2 separate regions of the Gossypium hirsutum genome follow, and region 1 is linked to region 2. The links are chromatin contacts, called in public Hi-C maps. All regions are on one chromosome and are shown on one strand. Each heading gives the region's core, a stretch centred on a gene start, on an enhancer-like site or on the middle of the called end of the contact. The rest is flanking DNA. Distances are from core to core; before and after follow the strand shown.

Region 1 (5,295 bases), core at 1,297-3,796, 580 kb before region 2:
ACTGCATCTATTTCATCAATAAAGACAATTGAAGGGGAGAGATCATCAGCCACTCTAAAGAGTTCCCTTACTAACTTGGGACCATCTCCCAAGTACTTCTGAATTAATTCACTGCCAACAACACGTAAGAAAGTTGCTGATGTAGAATTTGCCACTGCCTGCATAAATGACATGACATACTCAGAACTATATGAGATAGCAGAACCAACCGGTAAAAGCTAAGCATGTCATAAAAGTGGCCATTACCAGAACCAACCAGTAAAAGCTAAGCATGTCATAAAAGTGGCCATTACCAGAACCAACCAGTAAAAGCTAAGCATGTCATAAAAGTGGCCATTACCAAATAAATAAAGGGGATAAACAAGCAGAATATATAAACTATTGTATAAATACTAAGAGAGATTTTTTGCACATGTAATTTCATTTTTTCATAGTAACTCAATTCAAAAAGCGTTACCTACTACGAAGCCACAGAAGGAATTCTAACATTAATGTTATCTTAAAATGATGAAAAATGAAATAAAGTATATCCCATCATGCACATAGAAGTAGCAAGCGAAATAAAAACCCATAAACGTAGCCTGAGACTCAAGAACCTAGCCACACAAAGATCTTTCATTTAACTGATGCGTAAATAATGAATTAACCATGAAACCAGAAAAATAATAATAATAGGACATACTGAAGGATGAAGTCCAAGAAACGGTTGTTAATTCTCGCGAAGTAAGAAGGAAGCTCCCAATATGGATTATTTACAAGGACACTGTGTATGCTTGCCAGTAAAATTGTACATAATCGACATTTTACGAAGTTCAGTTGTCCTCATACAACAAAATGTATGGCTCCATATGTTGATTTTTGGAAGTTTTCACATGCCCTTTTTCTTTTTCTTTTTATTTTACAGGGGAAAAGGAAAGCACAAAGATAAAAATCATCAACAATTACAACCGATATCCATATAAAGAAGATAGACTGGAAGGTGAAGATAAGAATATAAACCTTTGCCAGCAAGGTCTTGCCAGTCCCAGGCTCTCCATACAAAATAACTCCTTTTGGAGGCTTAATACCAATATCCTCATATAATTCAGGATGCGTAAGAGGCAGCTCAACTGCCTCTTTAATCTCTTGTATCTGAGCATCCAATCCTCCTATATCAGCATAAGACTCCAATGGAGCCTTTTCAACCTTCATTACCGATACCATTGGATCCACTTCATCTTGCAGGAGTCCAACTACAGAAAGAACCTGAGAGGCCACATAAAATAGGAGAGCATAAAACTTTCTTTCCGAAAACAGGGAACCAGCTAGAGGCAAACCATAATATCTTTGAAAATGCTAAAATATTTAACGAAAGAATAGATGCAAAAGCCTCAAAAGCAAGAACAGAATGAACTCATTAAAAAACAAGGTGATGTGAACTAGAAATTGCAACCACAGAACTGAAATGTATTCTCAAAGTCTATAATATCATCCAACTAAGAATGCAAACAAGCCAAGTTGATAAGCCAAATACACCACCGGATTGAGCTCTTTCCTAAGATTCTAATCATTTTTTAAACCTAAATTTGATCCCATATAAGAATCATCATGATTAAAACCCAACTTTCTACCGGTACAATTTGAAAATGAATTCTTTCCTATTCAATAAATCAATAATCGTCAAAAAAGAAAAAAAAACCACTAAATCTAATCATTGTCTAACAATTGCCAAAGCATTTGACTCAGAAATTGTATATTAAAAAATTGAACACACACAGATCAGTTTTCAACCAACAAGAAAACAATTTAAATGCCATGTCATGAATGTTGGAAAATTTTACCTACCATGGACTCTAAATTCCATTTTCAAAAATTCAGGTCATAGTTGTATTTGAGTTACCTTATTGTGCATCAAGATAGCACAACCAGGCTCAAGTTGGTCTTTATCAACAAATGATAAAATGCCCACATAGTATTCAGGGCCAACCGAAGAGGAAACAATGGCGTGATTCTCATCGATGAGTTCCTCTAAATTGCCCACACTCATCGGGGAGCCTCTCAAATCATCGACCTTAGATCGGTCTTCCTCGGCTTTCTCTTCCTGGGGCTTAAGCCTTTCCTGATTGGCTACGAACTCTTCTTCCATTAGTAAATAATCCTTGATCCGCTCCAGCTTTAACAGCCGTAGCTTGCACTTGCTGAGTGGGGTTACTGTGGGAAGTCGAGCAGCCGCTTCCGGACCCTTTTGTTTTCGTTGCTTCCGACCCACCCTCGCAGGGGGTGCGGCTGGCTCGAACTTCTTTTCCTTCTTGTTCGATCCGTCGCCTTTACGGTCCCCGGGAAGACCTTGCCGGTTCAAACCGCCTGGTGTCCCTTGACCCATCCTTTCGATTTTACTGCTTCAGACTTGAGAGAGAGAGAGAGAGAGAGGCAATATTTAAGATTTCCCACGGGTTTGGCTTTGGAATGAAGTTACTTATTAGCTTTTGTCTTCTTCTTCTTCTTTTTTTTTTTTATTAGATACGTGTTTTGCTTGTTATATTTGTACCTGTGGACACCTCTCTACAAAAATAAATGTGGATCCGTGAGATGGTATGTCCATTTATACCATAAATACTTAAAAAATCAAGAATAAATCACTCTAATCAACTTATCTTTAGCATTATCATTTTGGTTATAAAACTGAGAAGCGCATATCTAAACTTCATAAAGATAGATTCTTGAATTCTTTTGTTTTCAAAGAATTTGATATAAGAGAGTCTTGCTTGTTGGGTAAAATGACTAAAGCTCCTTTTAATAATAAAAGTGAGCGAGCTAATGATTTGTTGGGCTTAATACATAATAAGGTATGTGGACTAATGAATACACAATCCATGAGAGGTTTTCAATACTTCATTACTTTCGCTTATGACTTTAGTAAATATAAGTATATTTATCTTATGCACCATAAATCTAAAGCCCTTGAAAAGTTCAAGGAATTTAAAAATGAAATACAAAACCAATTAGGCAAAAATATTAAGGCACTTCGATCAGATCGAAGAGGAGAATACTTAAGCTTAAAGTTTGTTGAGCTTTAAAAGGAATGTGAGATTGTCTCACAACTTACACCTCATGGTACTCCACAATGGAATAGAGTTTCTAAGAGAAGAAATCGAACAAATATTAGACATGATTCGATCGATGATAAGTCATGTTGATTTTTAACTTCCTTTTGGGGACATGCACTTGAGACAGTTGCCTTCACACTAAATCATGTTCCATCTAAATCGGTTTAAAAGACATCATATGAGATGTGGACTGGGAAGCGTCTTAGTATGTCTTTTATGAAGATTTAGGGTTGTAAAGCTTATGTTAAACGTCAGACGTCTACAAAGTTCGAACCCAAATCTTAAAAGTGCATCTTTGTGGGATATCCTTAAGAAATTAAAGAATATTATTTCTTCAATCCTATTAAGAACAAAGTGTTTGTTGTTCGGACAGAAGTCTTCCTTTAAAAAGAATTTGTCTTTAGAAAAGAAAGTGGTAAAAAAATTAAACTCGGAGAAATTTGAGAACAACAGCTGATCATTGAACCAAAGATTGAACAACAACAGGTTCCACATGTTGTTGCGGAACAATCAACTGTTTTAGAAACACAACTACCGCGAAGATCTTTAAGAGAACACCATGTTCCTGAGAGATATGAATTTCACATTACAACACATGGTGATATTTGTAACACCCAGACTTGGCGAAGTCTTGAGTCTTGGCTTGTAGGTCAAAGGAAATTTGGTTGCTGTGATCTTACTCACCCAATTGATGTTCTGATGCGCTAGTAGAGTGCATAGGCAATAATGGAAATTTAAAGTAAGGAATGTCCTTCATAAAGTATGTGTACATGTGAAAGGAGAAATTGGAAAAAAGATGTCAAAGGGTTCGTGAGTGGTAAGGGATGTTGCTAAGGTTAAGGTGTGCCCAGTGAGTTTAGTTAATGTGTAGGTTATACACTAACGATATTTTTAGAAATGAACGATCGGTCAAATCAAAAATATGAAAAGATTTTGGATTTTTATACACGTTTCCTTACAGTTGTGAATCACTCATATGGCAGCTTGATTAGGATTGTAACACATGTCAAGTTATCATATGGGCAAGGGTTGTATAAATCTGGGTGACCAGAATTGAAAGGGAGTTTTTCTTCTTTCTCCGATAAGTATTTCAATAGAACCAGAACAACCCTCTTTCTTTCCCTTCAAGATCCTACAATCTTAAGGTTAGAAGAACAAAAAAAAGTGTTCTTTATACTAAAGTAGAAATCTTGAGCTTCATCGGTGAATCTGTAAGTATGAATACGTCTGTTATGAATAAGTTTAAAAGGAATAAGTATGTCAAGTTTGAGTCTGCATGAAATGTCTGTGTCTGTCTTCAGAGTCGTCTAAAGGGGTTTGTCGGGACTAAAAACACAAATCTCTAAAAGAAAAAGTCCATGGCACTCTGAAGACCATATAGTGTAAGACCATGGCTGGGCTACAACATCATATAGAAAATATTTAAAAAACTGTTGGGTGAGTACCAGTAATGAGGGGCAAACCTCACGACGGTGAGTTCAGGCAAATCCTATGGTCAAAACACTAATTTTCATATAAGTGAGCATTTATGGTTGTTTCTGTTAAAAGAATGCCTTTATGGAAAATCTCTGATAAGGAATACATTTGTGGTAATCTGTAAGGAAACGCCTTTGTAGCGCAACCTAAAGAAGTGTCTTTGTGGCTATCTTTGATTAAAGAAAGTCTTTGTGGCGATCTCTGTTATAAAGAAGCCTTTGTGGCGATCTCTATTATAAAGAAGCCTCTATGGCGATCTTTATTAAAAGGAAGCCTTTGTGGCTATCTCTGTTAAAAGAAGTCTTTGTGGCTATTGTAACGCGTAGGTTTGTGCAAGTGTACACAGTCGTTATCAAGTAATAAGTAAGTAAAAAGGTTATCGTCTCCACAGGGACTGTATCTATTAATCAAATAATTGCAAAGTTATGGATTTACAAGTTGGTAAAGAAAACACAATAAATTTTGAAGTAATAGATGTTAAAATTAAATTAATTAACTAGATGCAAACTAACCTAAATGCAAATGAGATGTAATAAAATGTAGGGTGATGGTTTAGCAGCAAATTCACAAGTTCAACAACAATAACATGAATAAGCTAGAACAATTACAAAACTTGACTCAATTCATTTTCATCATGTTTAACAATGTTCGGAAAATATTACTTAGCAACTCCATCGTTCATTAACTGGGAATCTCATATAAGTTCAACCGAATCTTATACTTAGAAAAATAT
Region 2 (5,175 bases), core at 97-2,596:
TTTTATTTATTATATAACATAAAAATGATGTGTATTAAAAGTAAATGTTAAAAAAAATAAGTCAATCAACTGTTATGAATTTAACAGTTTTAGACTTAAAAATTTTAAAAGAAAAATTAAGTGGTCATTTTATAATTTTTTAAAATCAGATGATCTAATAAAAATGTTTTTGATAATTAAGTGACTATTTATGTAATTTATTCTTTAATTTATTGGTTTTTATATTTTAATTTCATAAGAAATTTTAAAACCTAAGAAACAATTTAAAAATAAATAAATATATATCAAGTCTTTTCATTATTTGAGGACCCATTTTGTAGTAATGGTGTATTAATTTTTGGTAAACTATAAAAATAATTATTTATGTTTGTTTAAGTTTACGTTTTGATTATTGATGTTTCATTTAGTACGATACGGTTACTAACGTTATCAAAACTATGTTTAAATTTTTTTTATTTCAACCACAGGTACTCATTGTTTCAATTATGTTAACAAGTTATAGTTTTCTTCTCAGTTATATTTATATTGGAAAAAAAATAAAAAACGTGGGAGAGAGAAAAAAGAAAGGGAAAAAATACATAAGTGACAGGGCCTAAATAAAAAAATTAAAAAATTAAAAAATTAAAAAATTAAATCCATGTCTACGTTTAATGTGCTATGTGTGATTTTCATTACACCTGTAACATGAGATAATGATAAAATTGTAACAATTAAAACATCGAAAACCAAAATGTAAAAGGGTAAACTATCAAAATAGTCATTTTTGTTTGTCTCATGTTACATTTTAGTCACTTATGTTTGAAATGTTACGTTTTAGGCGCTTACGTTATTGTGTTGTAACATTTTAGTCACTGAGCCGTTAATTGCCGTTAACAGTGTAACGGTAAGCTAACGTGGCACATTAAATCATCATTTATAGAAAACATAAAGACTTACGTTAAAAGAAATAGAGAAGGGAGGAAAACAGAGAGAGAAACAGCAAAGAATGGAAAAAAAAAGGAAAACTAAAAGAACATAAACGAAAAAAATTAAATTGCTCAAAATGAAAAAATATAGAGACCAATTGTAAAATTTAACCTAAAAATTTTGTTTAAAATGATGATTTAACGTGCCACGTTAGCTTACCGTTACACTGGTAACAGCTCAGTGACTAAAATTTTACAACACAATAACTTAAGTGACTAAAACGTAACATTTTAAACATAAGTGACTAAAATGTAACCCGAGGCAAACAAAAGTGACTATTTTGATAGTTTATCCAATTTAAAATTAAACAAACAAAAATGAATATTTTCGAGTTTAGGCTATAAAAAACCCGAGAATGCAACACGTTGGGCCTCAGGGATCGGGCCGAACAATCCAAAGTTGGTCCGAATATTAAACGACGGATCTACCGCAACGCAGATATAATGCTCGACCGAGTCGGTACCTTCTTCGCCTTTGAGTTCTCAACGAATCGATCTCCCGAGAGTGAAGAAGATACAGAGTACAAACTAGATCGAGGTAAGCTCCATCTCAGATCTCTAAATTCCGCAACCTCAGTTGGCCATTTAGAGGGTAAAATTGTCAGATCTGATTTTTTTTCCCTTCGATTTCATTGCCTTCTTATGTTTCATACGCTTTTAAATCGGAAATGCTGTATTCAGTCCTTCTGTTGTTTCTCTCGGTGATTCCTCTAGCATTCGCATTTTATTCTGTCAAACACTGCAATTGTGTTATCGGTATTTGAATTTATATGCATGTTGATGTACAGATCTGAGGTGGTCGATCTCTTTGCAGACTTAGAAATACTGATTCGCTTTTTTCTGTTTTCTGATTTACTGTTATATTATAGGTCGTTCCTATCCGTTTCCATTTATTTTGTCCTGATTCCCGCTGCTTATTTGTGATCGCCTTTATCCTAAATTGATTTTCATTGTTTAATAGGTCTTCTGATAAAAGCTTCAAATTGATATTGTCTGGGTAGATTGCTTCTTGGTAACCAAGATGGTACGATCTGTTCTTTATTTTCATTTTTCACTCGTTCTTTTTAGTAGAATTATACCTTTAAATAGATTTCAGTTCTTTTTAAATATATATGTACTAAATAAACTATAAACTCATTTTGGAGAAACTGAAGATATTACGAGGTCCATGTTTTGTTTTCTTGAATGATTTGCTTTTTGCTCCATTGCTATCTGTTAACTTTATCAGTACGAGCATTGCCATTGTTGTTGAAATTCTCTTTTCTATGGTTTTGTCTAAGCTTTTTTTATGTCCAGCATTTTCTGGTAGGCACTGCTGCTAGTGTTGTCTCTTATGCTTTGTTTTCTTGTAATTCATTCCCTCCTTATTAAAGATAATAAAAAGTATAGATAGAAGTACCTCTGATTTTACCTTTTGTTTTTGTAATTTAGGTTGTACTTGCGGCTTCAATTGTAAGCAAGTCTGGAAAAGGTGACTTTCATGTTGGCTCATTGTAGTTGTTTTTCTTGTGCTGTTGTAATTAAGTTGTTGAAGTTCAAAATTCAGTTGTGTTACATGTGCTTTGTTTGTTCTTATTGCAGTGCTTCTCTCCAGGCAGTTTGTGGACATGACTCGCATAAGAATTGAAGGTCTTCTTGCTGCTTTTCCTAAGTTGGTGGGAACAGGAAAGCAACACACATATGTTGAGACTGAGAATGTGCGATATGTTTATCAACCAATAGAAGCTCTTTATTTGCTTCTTGTAACAAACAAACAGAGCAACATTCTTGAAGATTTGGAGACTTTAAGACTGCTCTCCAAGCTGGTATGCTTTAGCTTCTCTTAGATTTCTTTCCTGTCTTATTTAATCTTTGAACATAATAGATTATGTAGAAATAATACATTATGTTATCTTTATTTCTTTGATCTAAATCAAGTAGTTGGAAGTTGACTTGTTTGCGTAGTGGTTCCTTTACCTGTATGTTTTCAGCTTCTCATTCCTTGGCACATTTGTATCTGTTACTTGAGGCATTTGCAGTTTTTAGCCTTTCTGTAATATCCTTGTCTGAGCCAAGTAGAACAGAGCATTTACTTGATTTGTTGTACTTTTTCTAGGTAACTGAGTATTCTTACTCTCTAGATGAGGAGGGTATTGGCAAGACTGCTTTTGAACTGATCTTTGCTTTTGATGAAGTCATTTGTCTTGGGCACAAGGAAAATGTGACTGTCACACAGGTTAAGCAATACTGTGAAATGGAGAGTCATGAAGAGAAGTTGCACAAGCTGGTATTGCAGAGCAAGATTAATGAAACTAAGGATGTCATGAAGCGTAAAGCTAGTGAGATTGACAAGAGCAAGGTTATTGTTTTGCAATGTTCTTGGCTCTTGTGCTAATCAATCTTTTCTGGTATGTATATTAATTTCTGCTGTGTTCTGCAGATTGATAAGAATAGATCTGACAAAGGAGGGTTCATGTCAATGGGTTCTGGAAGAATAGAAACTAGCTTTAGTGAAATGAGTATTTCTAGCAGTGGAAGCGGCTTTGGAAGTGGTTCTGGGTTTGGTGGCATTACCACTGATCTCGATGCCTTCTCTACTAAGCCTAAAGGTTAGTCACAACAGTATGCCACCACATGCCTTGGATTTTGATTTGTTTCTCTGGCTTTTAGCAAATTAGTTGTACTTGCTTTCCTTAAGTCCATAAAAAACCCTAGATGCATCTACTTCTGGACTATGCTTCATATGTTTCAGACGTTTTCTGACCACATGCTCATATTGTTAGGTCGTCAACCTTCAGCTGCAACTGCTCCTCCCAAAGGTTTTGGCATGCAGCTTGGTAAATCACAAAAAACAAACCAGTTCCTGGAATCGCTGAAAGCAGAAGGCGAACTGATAGTTGAAGATCTGCAGCCAAAGGTAGGCCAGTCCAGAGTGGCTGCAGCTCCACCTACGGATCCCATTACTTTGACTGCTGAAGAGAAACTCAACGTTACACTGAAAAGAGATGGTGGAATCAGTAACTTTGATGTTCAGGGGACCTTGTCACTTCAAATTCTTAACCAGGAAGATGGACTCATCCAAGTTCAGGTAACATTCATGTTGTCCTTGCAGAGCAATATACCTTTCTCTTAATGCCTTTACATCTTTGAATTTACTGATTTTATTTCATGCTTTATTTCAGATTGAAACTGGGGGTAATCCTGGAATTCTTTTTAAGACACACCCCAACATGAACAAGGAATTGTTTTCCAATGAGAACATTCTGGGGTTGAAGGACCCTAATAGGCCTTTCCCCACTGGTCCAGCTGGGGATGCAGCTGGTGTTGGTCTTTTGAAGTGGAGAATGCAAAGTGCAGATGAGTCAATGGTGCCATTGTCCAGTGGGTTTCAAATCTAATGCTTGCTTATTCTTGGTATGTAACTGCTATTTTATTCTTCAACGGTTGACTTTTTTTTTCTTTTGTGTTGCAGTCAACTGCTGGCCTTCAGTTTCTGGAAATGAAACTTATGTAAGCATTGAGTATGAAGCTTCAGCCATGTTTGATCTGCGAAACGTTGTGATCTCTGTACCTCTTCCAGCTCTTCGGGAGGCACCAAATGTCAGGCAGATTGATGGTGAATGGAGGTAAATGGAAATGATATGAAGATGGTACTCTGGGTGGAAGCAAAATTGTCATTTTTAAGACCTAATAAACTGGATTCAACTCTACCTAAGCCTGGTGTCTTTAGATTACCCATATCTTAATAATGTGTAACAATCCAACCACGTAGCCTGAAATACTATGATGTTGTGTACTTTGTTTTATTTACATTTTCTTGTTTATCATGTAGGTGTGACTCCAGAAATTCCATCTTAGAATGGTCCATACTTCTGATTGATAACTCTAACCGCAGGTCAGTCCACTTTTTTCAACACCGCAAACTTCAAGTGTTAATATTTTAAATATGGTATTGGTTTATAGTTATTTTCTTTCTACGGAAATATTGGCAGTGGATCTATGGAGTTTGTGGTGCCTCCAGCGGACTCATCAGTGTTCTTCCCAATATCTGTTAGATTTTCAGCCACTAGTTTATACAGTGACCTGAAGGTACGATATGAATTTTATTTTTTATTGTCTATTTTAACTTGTAGTTGGATCTTTCCAGTAATGTATGCCTCTGTTAAATTGCATTCTTAAACCCTGTGATCATGCTCAAGAGAGAAATATTGGTGCAGGTTGTGAACATTAT

Evidence for each region. Hi-C and Micro-C count contacts between places; a contact is called where the count stands out from the background.
Region 1: a contact with region 2 is called in a Hi-C map of leaf, with 2.4 times the contacts expected there. The contact joins the promoter of LOC107913586 here to the promoter of LOC107913594 in region 2. A contact is called at or near these places in 2 of 34 Hi-C or Micro-C datasets (callus and leaf).

The regions. Positions count from the first base shown.
Region 1 is chrD11:47,179,412-47,184,706 of Gossypium_hirsutum_v2.1, reverse strand. It overlaps LOC107913586 (26S proteasome regulatory subunit 4 homolog B), which reads right to left and starts at 2,546. Exons shown (of 6, transcript XM_016842220.2): 1 at 1,880-2,546; 2 at 1,000-1,245; 3 at 1-158. The coding sequence starts at 2,362.
Region 2 is chrD11:46,593,873-46,599,047 of Gossypium_hirsutum_v2.1, reverse strand. LOC107913594 (coatomer subunit delta) reads left to right here and starts at 1,346. Exons shown (of 12, transcript XM_016842228.2): 1 at 1,346-1,503; 2 at 1,927-1,989; 3 at 2,397-2,436; 4 at 2,547-2,770; 5 at 3,061-3,303; 6 at 3,385-3,553; 7 at 3,728-4,032; 8 at 4,127-4,325; 9 at 4,417-4,570; 10 at 4,777-4,839; 11 at 4,937-5,033; 12 at 5,162-5,175. The coding sequence starts at 1,987.